Linked DNA regions of Rattus norvegicus: regions 1 and 3 are each linked to region 2. A link is a contact called in public Hi-C data. All regions are on one chromosome and are shown on one strand. Each heading gives the region's core, a stretch centred on a gene start, on an enhancer-like site or on the middle of the called end of the contact. The rest is flanking DNA. Distances are from core to core; before and after follow the strand shown. Region 1 holds the start of Rmi1 (RecQ mediated genome instability 1). Region 2 holds the start of Idnk (Idnk, gluconokinase). Region 3 holds the start of Kif27 (kinesin family member 27).

Region 1 (4,249 bases), core at 1,225-3,724, 230 kb before region 2:
ACAAATATTTATATTCATTTTATGTTTCTATTTTCTTCTAAAAATTAAGTTGGGCCAGGAAGATGGCTTAGGGTAAAGGTCCTGCCACCAAACGTAATAAATGAGTCCACTCCTATGGTCCAATGGGTAGAGGAGAGAACCAACTCCACAAGGCTGGCTGTGGCTCCCACTTGCTTGTATAGCCATGTGTGCACAGTCACACATCCAATATGTTAAAAAAAAGAAAAAAACACCTATTTTTGACTTGTTAAAGACACCAAGATAACTTCAGGATTCTTGGAAGGTAATCCAAAAAGAAAGTCAGAGGTAAAAAGTGATGTATTAGCACTGACGTAAGTGATCATGAAGCCGGACTGGCCAGCAGCAACACACTTCTTTATCCCAGTACTCGGAGGCAGAGGCAATCGAAGCTGAGATTGAGGACAGCCTGGGTCTACAGAGGGAGCTCCAGCCAGGGATACACAGAGAAGCCCTGTCTTGAGGGAAAAAAAAATAAAATAAGGAGACAATTCCATTTAGGAGTGTGTAACCCAGCTCTGTTTCTGTCACCTTGGATATGGTTTTTATCCTCAATATTTTTCCTTATATATGCATGTGTGGAGTTTAGAGTTCAACTTGAGAGTCAGTTCTCTTCCCCCATTCTAGAGATGAAATTTACATCATCAGGAGCGGCCTTGGCAGCTCCACCTCCCAGCTGCTTCAATTAAAGGCAAGAACCACCATAGTTTACTCTACTTTTCAAAAAACTCCCTCATACATAAAACAACCACAACTTACTCAAAGTACTGTAATAAGCATTAAACTGTTAAAGTGGCAAACAGGAGAGAACTCAGGATATGGTGCCTATAGTGTTTTAAATATTATCCCAGCCAGCTATTGGAAAATGATAATAAATCCCACAGCTAAGTAATACCGGATCCGAATTGACACTAAAGTATTGGACTATACCATTTAACCATTAACTCCCGGCGTAGCCAGAGCCACTAAATGCAGCAAACTGTCACGGGCTTTGTTGTGCCACCCCAGTTTGGGGCCTCCACACTCTAAGGGTTATGCCAGTGAGATAGATAGGCAGCCTGGGGTTTTAATAATGAAAACTTCCAACTCTAAATAGAAAATGAAGGATGGCAAAAAGACAGATTTTGATTACTCAAAGAGAAAACCTACCAAGTGAGAGAGAGGAAAACAAACGGGTGTAGCTGGGGGCAAGAACAGTCCCGCCACACAATCTAGAGGAAGCAATCTCTCCCCAGAGTCTAGTCAAGAAAACTGCTGAACAGTTTCCTTCAGATTCCCGCTTCCCCTTAACTAAAAAGGAAAAAAAAAAAAGTTTTTAGCCGGGTTGTGGTGGCTGCGGTGGACGCTGTGCAAAGGCAGAGGCAGGCGGATCTCTGAGTTCCAAGCCAGCCAGGGCTACGCAGAGAAACTGCCTCATGGCGGGAAAATGTAATAGAAATACTAATTTAGCTGGCCATGGTTGTGATCGCCTTTAATCTGGGCCCTGGGAAGTAGAGGATCTTTTGAGACTCCATCTCAAGAACCCAAGGTATTAAAACTTGAGCCAGGAGTGGGGACACACCCTTTCGATGCCAGCATTTGAGAGGCGGGGACAGGAGATCTAGATAATAAACCCGGAGACAGTCGGGGATGCCTTAAGTTGCCTCAAAGCAAGACCACCCTCACTTTGTGCCTCGCCGAGTCCCCAGTCTCCTCTGCCAGCTAGGTAAAGAATGGCTCAACTGCGAGATGGCAGAGCTATTTAAAAGGGTGCAGCTGTACGTGTTTTGGGATTATTCAAGGGAAGGGTAGGACGGGGTGCACTCGCACAAACGCCTCCCTGACTGGAGACCGCTTCCACAGACGAACATCTTGACACTTCAGCAAGACTTTGGGGCCGTTGGAAGACCGCCGTGAGGGTGAGTAGGGAGGGGAGCGCCCACAGTGACCCTTCCCCCCGGTGGCCCGGCCGCGGCCGGGCAGCCTGCGTGCGTGCGAGCTTTCCCGGGAGGAGCGCGGCTGCCCGGACGCTCGGCCCAACACGGAAGTGCGTTCGGGCCCCCTCAGAGTTGGCGCTGAGGGGCGCCGCTTCCAGACCTCCCCCGCCCTCCCCGCCGGGCGAGCCGTTAGCGAAGCGGGTTTCCCGGGCGCCGCGGAGGGGCGCAGAGTCCGCAGCGCGGGGAGGGAGGGGGGGATCGAGCGAGACCCGACGGTCAGCGGTGGAACCCGGGCCGAGCACCGACCTGGCCTTGCCGCCTCGCCTCGCACGACAGCGGCAGTAGCGTGATCCCGGGGCCGCGCGCCGCCCGGTGCTCTCCCTTTCCTGTTCCTAGGGTTTTCTCTTCCCCTCTCTTTTCACTTCTTCCCGCCCAATCCGCCGCGCTCGGGCGTCCCTCCTCCTCCTCCAGCCCCCGCCCAACTCCCTCGGGGCTCGAAAATCCCCCGCGGCCGCCCCCTTTCCCCGCACACGTGAGCAGCCCGCCCAAGTCTCGCGAGAGGATTGTCACTTCCCCTCCCCCTCACTACAGAGTGCGCGAACGAGAAAGGAGGAGGGCGCTCCAGGCGACAGCGCTGCAGACGCCATTATCCTCTGCTTCTCCGCTGCACAGACGTCGCCGTCGTGCTCGTCTCCCACTCGATTGCGGCCTGTAGGTATCGGGGCGATTGGGGCTTCGGGGTGGCGAGTCCCGGGTGCGGGTTGGCGCCCCGGGATGGCGGCTCAGGCTCTCCCCACACCCGGGTTTTCTCAGGCCCGCGGCCTTACAGCCCAAAGGGAGTCGCCGGCGGAAGGCGGGGTTCTCGGCGCCGTAATTGACGCGGCCTTGGGCCAATCGCTTCGCCCTCGCACCACCGCCGAAGCCTGGGCAGCCAATGGGGCGCGACGCTGAGGTGGGAGGGGGTTTGTCCTCGTTCTCTGTCTAGCAGTGACCGACCGTCGGAGGCGGCGCGGCCGGGAGGCAACGGCGGACTCGCGCGGTGAGCAAGGCCGGGCGAGCCGCGCTTGCGGGAGCGGGGCCGGACCCCTAGTCGGCTGTCGTGGGGGCGCTCGGGCCGGTCATGGCCGGCCGGGGAACGTTGCCCGGGCTCCCCTCCCCCACCGCCGCCATTTCCCCGAGCGTGCCTCTGCAGTTGGCGTGCTGGGGCTAGATGGTGTCAGGGGCCGGTGGGGAAAGGCCTGTGGGCTTAGGACCCGGGCGCCCAGTGTGGAGGGAGCGCCGGGCTGGCCGGTGGGCTCGCGGGTGTCGTGCGCCGCGGCGCCCCCGCCGCCCTCTTTGTCCCTCCACAGCGTGGGCCTCCCTCCCCCAGGTGGGGGTGCTGCGCGGCGGGGCGGATGGGGCGGCCGCGGCTCCCGCGGCTGCTTTGTCTCGGGCAGTGGGGGAGGTGCGGGGGACGGGCGCTCGCGAGCCCGCGTGCTGGGTGGGGGAGGGGGGTCTCGCGCGACTCCGCCTAGTCGCACGTAGTCGCCATTACGCGGGCCGCCATTTCCTGTCGGGTCCGGGTGAGGAGAGCCTCGGCGCGCCGCTCGGCGACGGTAGCGGGGCGCTTCGTGGGGCCGGGCCGTGGGCGGGAGGACGACGCGTGCTGTCTGTCGCTCGGCGGACCTGTTAGTGCTAGCGGGTTTCGGGGACCGCGGCTACAGGGCGAGGGCTCGACTATCTTGCGTAGACCCTGGTGCTCATTTGCTTGAACCCCTTTGCCCTCGCAGCTGGAGCTTGAGCAGAGTAACCGGGCTCGGCGTTTCAAGTCACCGTCAGGGTGACAGACACTTGCAGCCGGCGTTTTGGAATAGGAGAAGTCATAAGTGCGATACCCGTGATATTCTGTGCTAGTCCTTGGTTTGGTAGGACCACAAGTTGACCGGACCAGTTGTAGCGCTTTGGTTGCAGTCTTGGAGAGTTGAATAAGAGGCGAAATTGTTGGGAGGCAGCCTTTCTAACATCACTTAAAATAGTGGTGCTGGTGGTTAAAGGCTCCGTGGCTTTGCGATAACTGTGGTAGTAATATCAATCTGGTGCCTTAATCAGAATTTTAGATTTCTCTGTGTGAAAGTTTAATGTAGTTTGTATTTGCCGTTAGGTTTTGTGAGGTTGGCAGATTTAATTGATTAGTGTCAGTCACGACAGGGGTGGGGGCACAAGTAACTACTAGTCCTAGCTTTGTGATAAGACTTGGTCTTTTCAAGAATTAGTCTTGTGAACAAAATTTTAAGTCGGCTGGCTTTTCCGTTGTAATGAAATGAAGCAAGTTGCTG
Region 2 (4,828 bases), core at 1,674-4,173:
TGGTAATCATCGGCATCATAGAATTTCCATCCCAGCTTTAGGAACAAAAGGAAAGATATATAGCGTCAGCAAGATGGCCCTTGTGACAGTCACCGGGAGCTTACTGTCGGGCAGGTGTAGATATCACTGCTCTGAGGTGGCCCCTCTCCCACTGATAACTTTGATTTATCACCACCAGGAAGAAACGGAAAGGGAGGAAGCCGTGGACAAGAACACAGTTGGCGAGGGGAATTACCTTGTTGGCCAGCAGCGCACCCACAGTGGATCTGTGGAGAGAATACAGGTGATGCTATTTCTGCCCAACACGGGTGAGTACCACCCGTTCTGAGAGCTGTTCTGAGAGAGGCACAACTGTCATGACTTACGGTACTAAGATGCAGGCCCCTCTGTGGTTCTAAAGCAGACACGACCTTAGCCATGGCGTCTAGAGGCGGCCTTCACCGTCCTTAGGAATACCAGTGAAGGGGTTGGGGATTTAGCTCAGTGGTAGAGCGCTTACCTGGCAAGCGCAAGGCCCTGGGTTCGGTCCCCAGCCCCGGAAAAAAAAAAAAAAAAAAGAATACCAGTGAAGATGTATTAGCAGGAAAGCAATGTATCAGATCTACTCTGAGCCAGGGGTGGCCAGGTGTGGTGGCACACACCTGATATCCCAACACTTGGAGGCAAAGGCCGGAGGATCTCTGTAAGTAGATCTCTGGCCTACACGGGCTGTTTTATGTAGATACTGTCTTTAAACACAATTCCCAGGGCTGGAGAGATGGCTCAGTGGTTAAGAGTGCTCTTCTAAAGGTCCTGAGTTCAATTCCCAGCAACCACTTGGTGGCTCACAACCATCTGTAATGGGATCTGATGACCTCTTCTGGTGTGTCTGAAGACAGCCACAGTGTACTCATAATACATAAAATAAATAAATTTTTTTAAAAAAGAGAAGAAAAACAATTCTCACTCCCTCACACAAACAAAAACAAAACAAAACAAAACAAAAAAAGTTCCCCCCCCTCAATAATCAGTGTTTTGTAGCTTTGTGGTAGATATAAGAAGTGGAGGCAGGGGGCTGGAGAGATGGCTCAGCGGTTAAGAGCACTGACTGCTCTTCCAGAGGTCCTGAGTTCAAATCCCAGCAACCACATGGGGGCTCACAACCATCTGGAATGGGATCCGATGCCCTTTTCTGGTGTGTCTGAAGAGAGCTATAGTGTACTCCTATACATAAAATAAATAACTTAAAAAAAAAGAAGTGGAGGCAGGAGAGGGGACAGTTGGTTCTAGGCCAGTTGGATGGCACACGGAAATGCTGACTCAAAATCCCAAAAACAGCTGGGGGTCGTGGCTGCAAACCTTTAATCCCAGCACTAGGAAGCAGAAGCAGTGGGTCTCTGAGTTTGAGGCCAACTTGGTCTACAATGTGAGTCCAGGACAGCCAGGGTTCTGTTATACAGAGAAACTCTGTCCTGTATAAATACTTGGAGAGAGAACACTGAATGAAGAAAATGGTACTTTTATCAAAGATTCAAGAAATTGTTTTTTTTTTTTTTTTTTTTAAGTACTATTGATTTTGTTTTGTGTTGGCCTCGGCATGGGGCCTTCCCTGACGTGTGATTGACACATCCAAAGCAGGGGGTTTAATAAAAAGTTTAAATGCCAGAACACTGTGTAAACTTCGGGGGCCCATAAACACCTCGGAGCCCTGTTAGCTATCCAGACGCACACAATGAGAGGTGGCTCAGCAGTTAGAATACTGGCTGATTTTCCAGGGGACTCTGGGTTTGGTTCCCAGAACCCACAAGGCAGCTTGCAACCATCTGTATGAAGCTCCCATTGCACGGACTCTGGTGCCCTCTTCTGGCCACCTTGTGCACTGCACCCCATGTGGCACTCAGACAAACTGCAGGCAAAAACTCCGTAGATAGAAAACAAACACCAGCAGGAGCAGAGATGGATCCCGTGCCGTCAGCACCCTCCACCACCTCTCCTGCAGAGCTCCCCTAAGTTTTTCACCCTGCAGTACCTGTCACTCAACTGAGTTCTCTTCGAGCGCCTCCAGCGCCTCCGTCGAGTTCCCAGCCCCTAACTCTGTTTCCAAACCAGCCCAGTCCAGTCACTCCATCAGAAAACAAACACAGGTAATGCTCTCAGACTTGTCCTTCGGTCTCTACCACAGAGACAACCAGAGCACTTACTATGGGCTAGGTGTGGTTCTGGATGGAAGAGAAAGGGTTTCTGGGAAGAGACTGTGAACACAATGGACGGACTTCCTAGTTTCGCCTCTGGGGTTTGTTCATTCTGTGGTACAGGGATTGAACCTCTGCACGACAATCCACCACCGGGTTACACCTATGGATCTGGGCTCTGTCCCACTTTACCTTCAGTTCAAAGAATCTCGCAGGTAGGCGTCTATAAAGCTAATGCCTACCGCTTGCTTACTTCTGAACTTCCCAGCACTGGACTGAGAAGAAACTGCTTATTTTGCAGAGTTCTAGCAGCACTTCGCATGTGAGCATTCCAGCCTAAGCAGGAACATGATCAAGGCTGCTCTTCACTTTTCAAAACCTATTTGGAAGAATCCAGAAACTCACCTAGGAGGGAGACCATCTGCCCATGGCGAGGTTTGCCTCTTGGTTTGGGGTTCGCACCCTCCCACCTTGTTCTGCAAGATGCCACCAGGCTCAGGTTTATAAGACTAAAGGATGAGAAGGGTCGCTAGCCACTGTCTACAGGACCTCTTGTGTTTTACCCGTGGTGACTCTGGGGAGCTGCCAGGGGGGCAGGAGAGCGGGGGTCCTCGGCAGGGGCGGCGATGGCGTGGCCCCCAGGGCTCCGGCCCCCCACAGCCTCCCAGCTTCCACCCACCCGCTGCCCCTACGACCTACTTCCCAGAGCCGCTCACTCCCATCACCAGCAGCACCCCGGGTGTCTCCATGTCCCTGCTCCCCGGTCCTCAGCACCTGCTTCCGGGACAGGTCCCGCCCAAACACTGACATCATAGACCACGCCCCTCCGCTCCTGCGCTGACCGCTGGGTGGTGCAGCCCCAGAGGGTTCCTGCTGGGGTTTCCAGAAGATCGTGGTGCCCTCTTTTGGTGTGTCTGATCAGGGCGACAGTGTATGCATGTGCGTTAAATAAACAAATCTTTAAAAAAGAGAGAGAGAGACTCATTTCAAACAACAACAACAAAACAACCAAACAAAAAAGAGCTTGCTTCCCCTTTCTTCTCTCTAACCCGAAAAAGCTCAAGGGTTAAAATGGAAGAGACAAGCTTGACTGATGTTCAGGGGTAGAAAGGTGCTTTCCCCCAGTGCGGCCTCAGCTGAGCAGGCATGCACCAGCCGCAGCTTCACGCCATGGTCCAGCATCTTTCGCTCTGTGTGCAAAAGCTTATCCAAGTATCTAACTCTTAGGTGTGTTTCTGTTTGCTTTGTTTTTTGAAACATTTTCTCTCTCTCTCTCTCTCTCTCTCTCTCTCTCTCTCTCTCTCTCTCTCTCTCTTTCTCTCCCCCCTCCCCCTCTTTCTCTCTCTCAGTCAGCTTTACCTCTGCCTGTCCTGGAACTCACTACATAGACCAAGCTGGCCTCAAACTCACAAAGATCTGCTTGCTTCTGCCTCCCTAGTACATTAAGCCTGGGGTGGACTTTGGCTACACAGGGACCGTGAGGACACACTGAGGCCTAGCATGTAGCTCATAGTTGAGCATTTACCTAGTACACACAAGGGTCAGGACTCAGAAAACAGAAAAAAGAAGAGCGCAGGTGGCCTTTTTCTAAGTGGGTCATTGAACAGTGAACTCGGTAACACCTTTAATCCCAGCACTCAGGGAGGCAGAGCTAGCTCTTCAGATCTAGGCCAGCCTGGGCTACATACTAAGACCCTGGGCTTTTTGTTGGTTTTGTTTTTAAAATAATGTTTAAAGTTTTTTTTTTTTTTATGTGCATTGGTGCTTCCCTTCATGAATACATGAAACTGTTGGATCCCCTGGAGTTGGAGTTACAGAACAGTTGTGAGCTGCCACGTGGGTGCTGGGACTTGAATCTGGGTCCTCTAGAAGAACAAGCAGTCAGCCATCTCTTCAACCCGTTGTTGATCTTTAAAGAGGATGCAATGGAGAACCGATTGCTCTCTCTCTCTCTCTCTCTCTCTCTCCCTCCCTCTGTGTATGAGTGTGTGTGTGTGTGTGTGTGTGTGTGAGAGAGAGAGAGAGAGAGAGAGAGAGAGAGAGAGAGGATGTTGTTTCAAGTAAGAGTTTCTCTCTGTAGCCCTGGCTGTCCTGGAACTCATTCTGTAGACCACACTGGCCTGGAACTCAGAGGTCCACCTACTCCTACCTCCTGAGTGCTAGGATTAAAGATGTGCCACCATGCCCAGGTCTGGGTGTTCTTTTTAATTTCATGAACCATCAGTGTGGTAGAAATTAGATGTCACTGGTCAGTGAACACATCTGTCCATTGACCACTTAGAAAATGTAATTAAAAAATAATTAATTTGTGGAGAGGGTTTTCATAACCTAAGAATTTTCCCATTCTTCTGTTTAAAACTATATCATACCAGGGTTAGAGAGGTGTTTCCCCAGTTAAGAGAGCTTGCTGCTCTTTTATGGGATCTGGGTTTGGGTCCCTGCAACCCCACTGGGACTCACAGTAGTAACTCCATTTCCAGGGGTTCTGACAACCTCTGCAGTCAAGGGGCATGCACACGGTGCATAGATACACATTCAGGCAAAACACTCATACATATAAAATAACATTTTTATAAAAAATACAGTATTGAGAGAAAATAGATTTATACCTTAAAAACGTATTTATTTATTATATATAAGCACACTGCAGCTGTCCT
Region 3 (4,684 bases), core at 1,867-4,366, 190 kb before region 2:
TCAGCCTTTCTGTTACTATAGCAAGGTATTTGTGGGGACTCGAAGGAGAAAGGGCTCTGTATGCTCGTATGTGTGAGTGCTTTGTACTCAATGGAACTGTTTGGGAAGGATCAGGAGGTGTGGTCTGGTTGGATGAGGTATGTCACTAGAAGTGGGCTTTGTGGTTTCAAAAGTCCATGCTAGGCTTGGAGAGGTCCCTGCAGGCTTTATAGCAGACAGAGAAAACTGCCTCAGAGAGACAAAAATGAAACTTCAGGTCCAGTTTGTCGTTCCAGTGCTGGACCAGGACTTTTAGAGTCTGTCTGACAACAGATTATTTATTTAGTCATATTTAAGCACAGCACAATTTGGGGGGTGGGGGTTGATAACATCTCAGTCCCAAGTACACGAGAAATTTAAGATGGGTTTCACATTGATACTCTTTACAAAGTACATCGGGTGTCTTTCACAACGGTGGGTATTGTTAGCTCAGAGATATTTCCCAAGGTTTAGGGTCTAGAAGAATGTTTCTCAACCTTCCTAATGCTACAACCCTTTGATACAGTTCCTTATTTTGTGACAACCCCAAACCATAAAATAATTTTTGTTGCTACTTCTTAGCTGTAATTTTGCTACTGTGATGAATTAAGATATAAATAATATCTGCTATGCGATCCCTGTGAAAGGGTTGTTCAACGGGTTATGACCGGTATGTTGGCTGAGGTAAACATAATGCTTGTAGGTGTCCGGACTGGTCTGGCCCTAAGATAACATTCACTTAGGCTGTTGTAAAGGACGTGTGACATCACTCATAAGGATGGACGAGCCTAGACGTTGGTAATGCTCAAAGGTTTAGGGGGAAAGAGTCTGGGATAAGAAAAACACCAATTCTAGGGGCTGGGGATTTAGCTCAGTGGTAGAGTGCTTACCTAGGAAGCGCAAGGCCCTGGGTTCGGTCCCCAGCTCCGAAAAAAAAAGAACCAAAAAAAAAAAAAAAAGAAAAAAAGAAAAGAAAAAAACCAATTCTGGAAGCTATGGGCATAGCCTGGCTCACCATACAGCAAAGGATCACTAGGTTGTAAACTTGGTTGCCTTCCCAGCACTCCAGGAGGCAGACAGGTTAACATCGCCGTCCTTTGAAGGATGCCTGTGAGTGTAGCTTCCCTGACTTCTCCAGTGCTCGTCTGTGAGCATAAGCGCATTCTGTCCTCTCTAAGGCCTGGTCTCGTCTTCTCTGCCTGCACCTCGTGGATCCCAAGTATGAGTTCTCAGCTCCGGTCCCACGGCCTTGCCTGCCTGACACTGCTGCGCTCCCTGCCACAATAGTAATGGACCAAACCTCTGAAACTGTAAGTGAGCCTCCAGTGAAATACTTTCTTTTATGATTGCTTCAGCAGAAGTGTCTCTTCACAGCAATAGAAACAGTAACAAGGACAAGCCTAAGATAAATAGTTCACAGAGACCCGTAGTGACAGGAGTTCCCATTGGCTTGAGGCTTCCATTGGTTTTACAGGTTTCGGTCCATAGTCAGTTGGCGCCACCACTGCTTTGAGCTGTGGTCAGGCAACAGGAGACAGCAGCTCGTGGCTATAGGAGCAAACTGTCTACCTCCTGACCAGGAGGTAAAAGAAAAGGGTAGGGGTAGTGCCTCGTTATTTCCTCAAGGATGGATTTTAGATACTTGATGAGACAACCAGTCACTTCTCAACAGCACATTTAAACCAAAGGGTCCTAGTTTTAAGTCAACTGGACACAAGCTGCAGTCATCGGAGAGCAGAAAACCTCAACTGAGAAAAATGCCTCCATAAGATTGGACCGCAGGCAAGCCTGTAGTGATTGAGGGGGAGGGCCTAGACCACTGTGGGTGGGGTCACGTGGCCTAGGTTCTGAAAGAAAGCAGGCTGAGCAAGCCATGGGGAGCACCCCCTCTGCATCAGCTCCTGTCTTCAGGTTCCTGCCGAGTTTGAGTTCCCTCACGGGCTTCTTTCCTCCAGGGTCTGTGATTCAGGACAAGGAAGCCAAACAAACAGGTTTCCTTTCTTCTCCAAGGTGTTTTGGGTCAAGCTGTTTCACCACAACATCAGCCCCAACTAAGACGCCAAGGTACAGCAGCAGCCATCGATGTCGTGTAGGAAATGTCTTATGTGATTCATCTTCAGCTCGATTTCCACTGAACACCGAAGTACGTTAAACTGCAGGCTGCGTTCTGTTACTGAGTTATGAAGTTGGTTGTCTGAGGAAGAAGTCCTGGAGAGTGAACTCTGTGCCTTGTGTATTCTAAACGCATGCCCAACCACTGTACTGCACTCCTTCGTGCCAGTGAAGTGGATTTTCGGGTTGTGGTCAACATTAAGAAAAGTTGAGTAGAATAGGATCAGAGCTGGCGAGTGTTTCGTGAAACATTTGTTCTCATTTATGTAATTACACACACACACGCGTGCACACACACATGCACACACACACGCACACACACACACATATATTGAGTCATACAGCAGGGTTTGGGTTTTTTTTTGTTTTTGTTTTTGTTTTTGTTTTTGTTTTTTTCACAGACTGTCTCAGGCTTGAGCCTCTGTGTTGAGTTTTCAAATTATCTCTGTTAATGGAACAGGTCAAAGTTGAAAGGCATTATCACTATGTACATGATGATTGGTTCCAGTTCCCTGCACCATATAAGCAGTGAGGTGGCAGGTGCCTGAGGACCTAGGACCCCAGAGACATAAGGACCCAGGGGTGGGGGGGTGGGAAGAAGAGGCACTCAAGTAGCCTGCGCTACATAAGACCCTGTCTCAAAGCAGAACTGCCTGAGGTGGTACTGGGTACCGAAAGTCAAGCTGTCGCACATCCTGTGTGTGTTTACTGGGATGCTCAGAGAAGGCTCCTGGGGCAGGGGGATAGATAGGGGACTCCACCAAAGGGCGGCCGCAGGGCGGAGCCTTGGGGCGGGACGGAGCCATGGGGCGGAGCTTGTGGGGGCGGAGACTGCAGGCAGGTTTTGCGTGAACCTGGGCCTACGTAGGGCGGGCACGGCTTGGGGCGGAGCCAGTGGGGGGCGGGGTCGCGGAGGGGTGGCGGGAGGCGTGCTGCGCCGTTGCCGGGAGAACTGGTGACAACAAAAGGCGTGGGCGCGGAGGGCGGAGGAAGGCCGCGGCGTGGGGCGCTAGCCTGCGAAGACCTGGGCTGTCCCGAGCCGGTCGGTGCGCCGCGGGCCCGAGGGGCGCGAAGCCGGCGGCACCCGGCCTGCGGCGGCCCCGCTGAGGGTCGCGGACGCGGCGGGCGAGCGGCGGACGGAGCGGGGCGTCCTGAGGTAGCAGCCGGGGCCTGGGCGCGGGCCGGAGGGCGGCAGGGCGCGCGGCTGCGGCGTGAGGATGGCGCCGCGGTGTGCCTGCCTTCGCGAGGGAAGCCTCGGTGCGGCGAGGCTCTGAGGGACGGTGTCCGCTGCCCGCCCGGGTCTGTTTCCCCGTTTCCAGGCTCACACTCAGGCTCCGTAATGCAGCCGTGAGATGCTGCGAGCATCGTTATCTGCCGCGACGCTTCTCGAGAGAGAACTGACAACTCGCAGACCACAAGTTTTACACGCCCGCCACCTCCCGGGAAGCCGGTAGTTTAAGACCCCATTCCTAGCAAATGACAAGACAGAACGTCCAATGCTTACATTGCATTTGGTCACATTTAAAAAAAAAATGTGTCCGTCCCCCTCAAATATTACCAGCCAATCAGATTTCCCTGCTGATTTAAAAAAAAAAAAATCTGACAGTACACAGGACTAAATTGAATCTGAAGAATAACTGTCACATACAGGCTTTTAAAAATGGACTGAATATTATCTATATATTTATGCACCATATTACTTCTTAGGATTACAGTAGGCGAATTCTAACTGTGTTATATGGCCACACTGCTTATGTCAACACTAACTTCACCAAAAAACAAAAACAAAAACAAAAACAAAAACAAAAAACAAAAAAAACAAAAAACCAAACTCCAATTAGAACTCAGATCCTCCTGACTCTGCCTCCTGAGTGCTAGGGTTAAAGGCGTGCATCACCACCCCTGGGCCAGTGGGTATTTTCAAATTAGCAATTTTATCCAAAGAAGTTAGGTTCAGCATAACATAACCTTTTTAATAAGAACTTTTATGTGTGTATGAGAGAGTGAGTTTGCGGAGGTCACATGACAACTTACAACTGTCAGTTCTTTACCTGTACTATGTGGGTTCCAGAGATTGAGTTCAGGTTGTCAGGCCTGTGGCCACAAGTGCCTTTACGGCTGAGCCATCTCATTGGCCCAGACAGTGACTTTTGCCTTATTGGAGATGATATAAAAAAAGTGATCTAATCTATATGACTGTTATGCAAACTGCATCCCAGAGGGTTTTTGGGTTTTTTTTTTTTGTTGTTTTTTTAAGAGTGCTTTAGGATATAAGTGTTTACCATACATATGAGCATTTTGTTGTTGTTTTTGTTATTGTTAAAGATTTGATTAGAATAATTGAAACTGCCAAGCTTTGTGTGTCTGTCCGTGTCACCCCTCCCACCCCCCACCCCCCATTAAAGATAGTTTGTTGACTCTGGGATATTGAAGCCCAAAGGACCTGAGATTTAGTACTGTGACATAGAGGATTTTTGTGGTGAACCTCTTCTGGCTGTTCATTTTTACAGGAGCTGAGGTTTTTGGGGTTTTTTTTTTGTTTGTTTGTTTTTTA

The links. Hi-C and Micro-C count contacts between places; a contact is called where the count stands out from the background.
Region 1: a Hi-C map of liver shows a contact between it and region 2, with 4 times the contacts expected there. The contact joins the promoter of Rmi1 here to the promoter of Idnk in region 2. A contact is called at or near these places in 2 of 12 Hi-C or Micro-C datasets (hepatocytes and liver) and 1 of 1 datasets of contacts at active chromatin or transcription factors (oligodendrocytes).
Region 3: a contact with region 2 is called in a Hi-C map of mammary epithelial cells, with 2.8 times the contacts expected there. The contact joins the promoter of Kif27 here to the promoter of Idnk in region 2. A contact is called at or near these places in 3 of 12 Hi-C or Micro-C datasets (hepatocytes, kidney and mammary epithelial cells).

What each region holds. Positions count from the first base shown.
Region 1 is chr17:6,266,777-6,271,025 of GRCr8, forward strand. Rmi1 (RecQ mediated genome instability 1) reads right to left here and starts at 2,475. Exons shown (of 3, transcript NM_001400626.1): 1 at 2,241-2,475. It also overlaps a transcript of Hnrnpk not described here.
Region 2 is chr17:6,493,191-6,498,018 of GRCr8, forward strand. Idnk (Idnk, gluconokinase) reads right to left here and starts at 2,924. Exons shown (of 5, transcript NM_001037362.1): 1 at 2,871-2,924; 2 at 236-266; 3 at 1-35. The coding sequence starts at 2,920.
Region 3 is chr17:6,301,873-6,306,556 of GRCr8, forward strand. Kif27 (kinesin family member 27) reads left to right here and starts at 3,117. Exons shown (of 18, transcript NM_198050.1): 1 at 3,117-3,172. Kif27l1 (kinesin family member 27 like 1) reads right to left here and starts at 3,495. Exons shown (of 1, transcript XM_008771479.1): 1 at 2,848-3,495. The coding sequence starts at 3,495. The coding sequence ends at 2,848.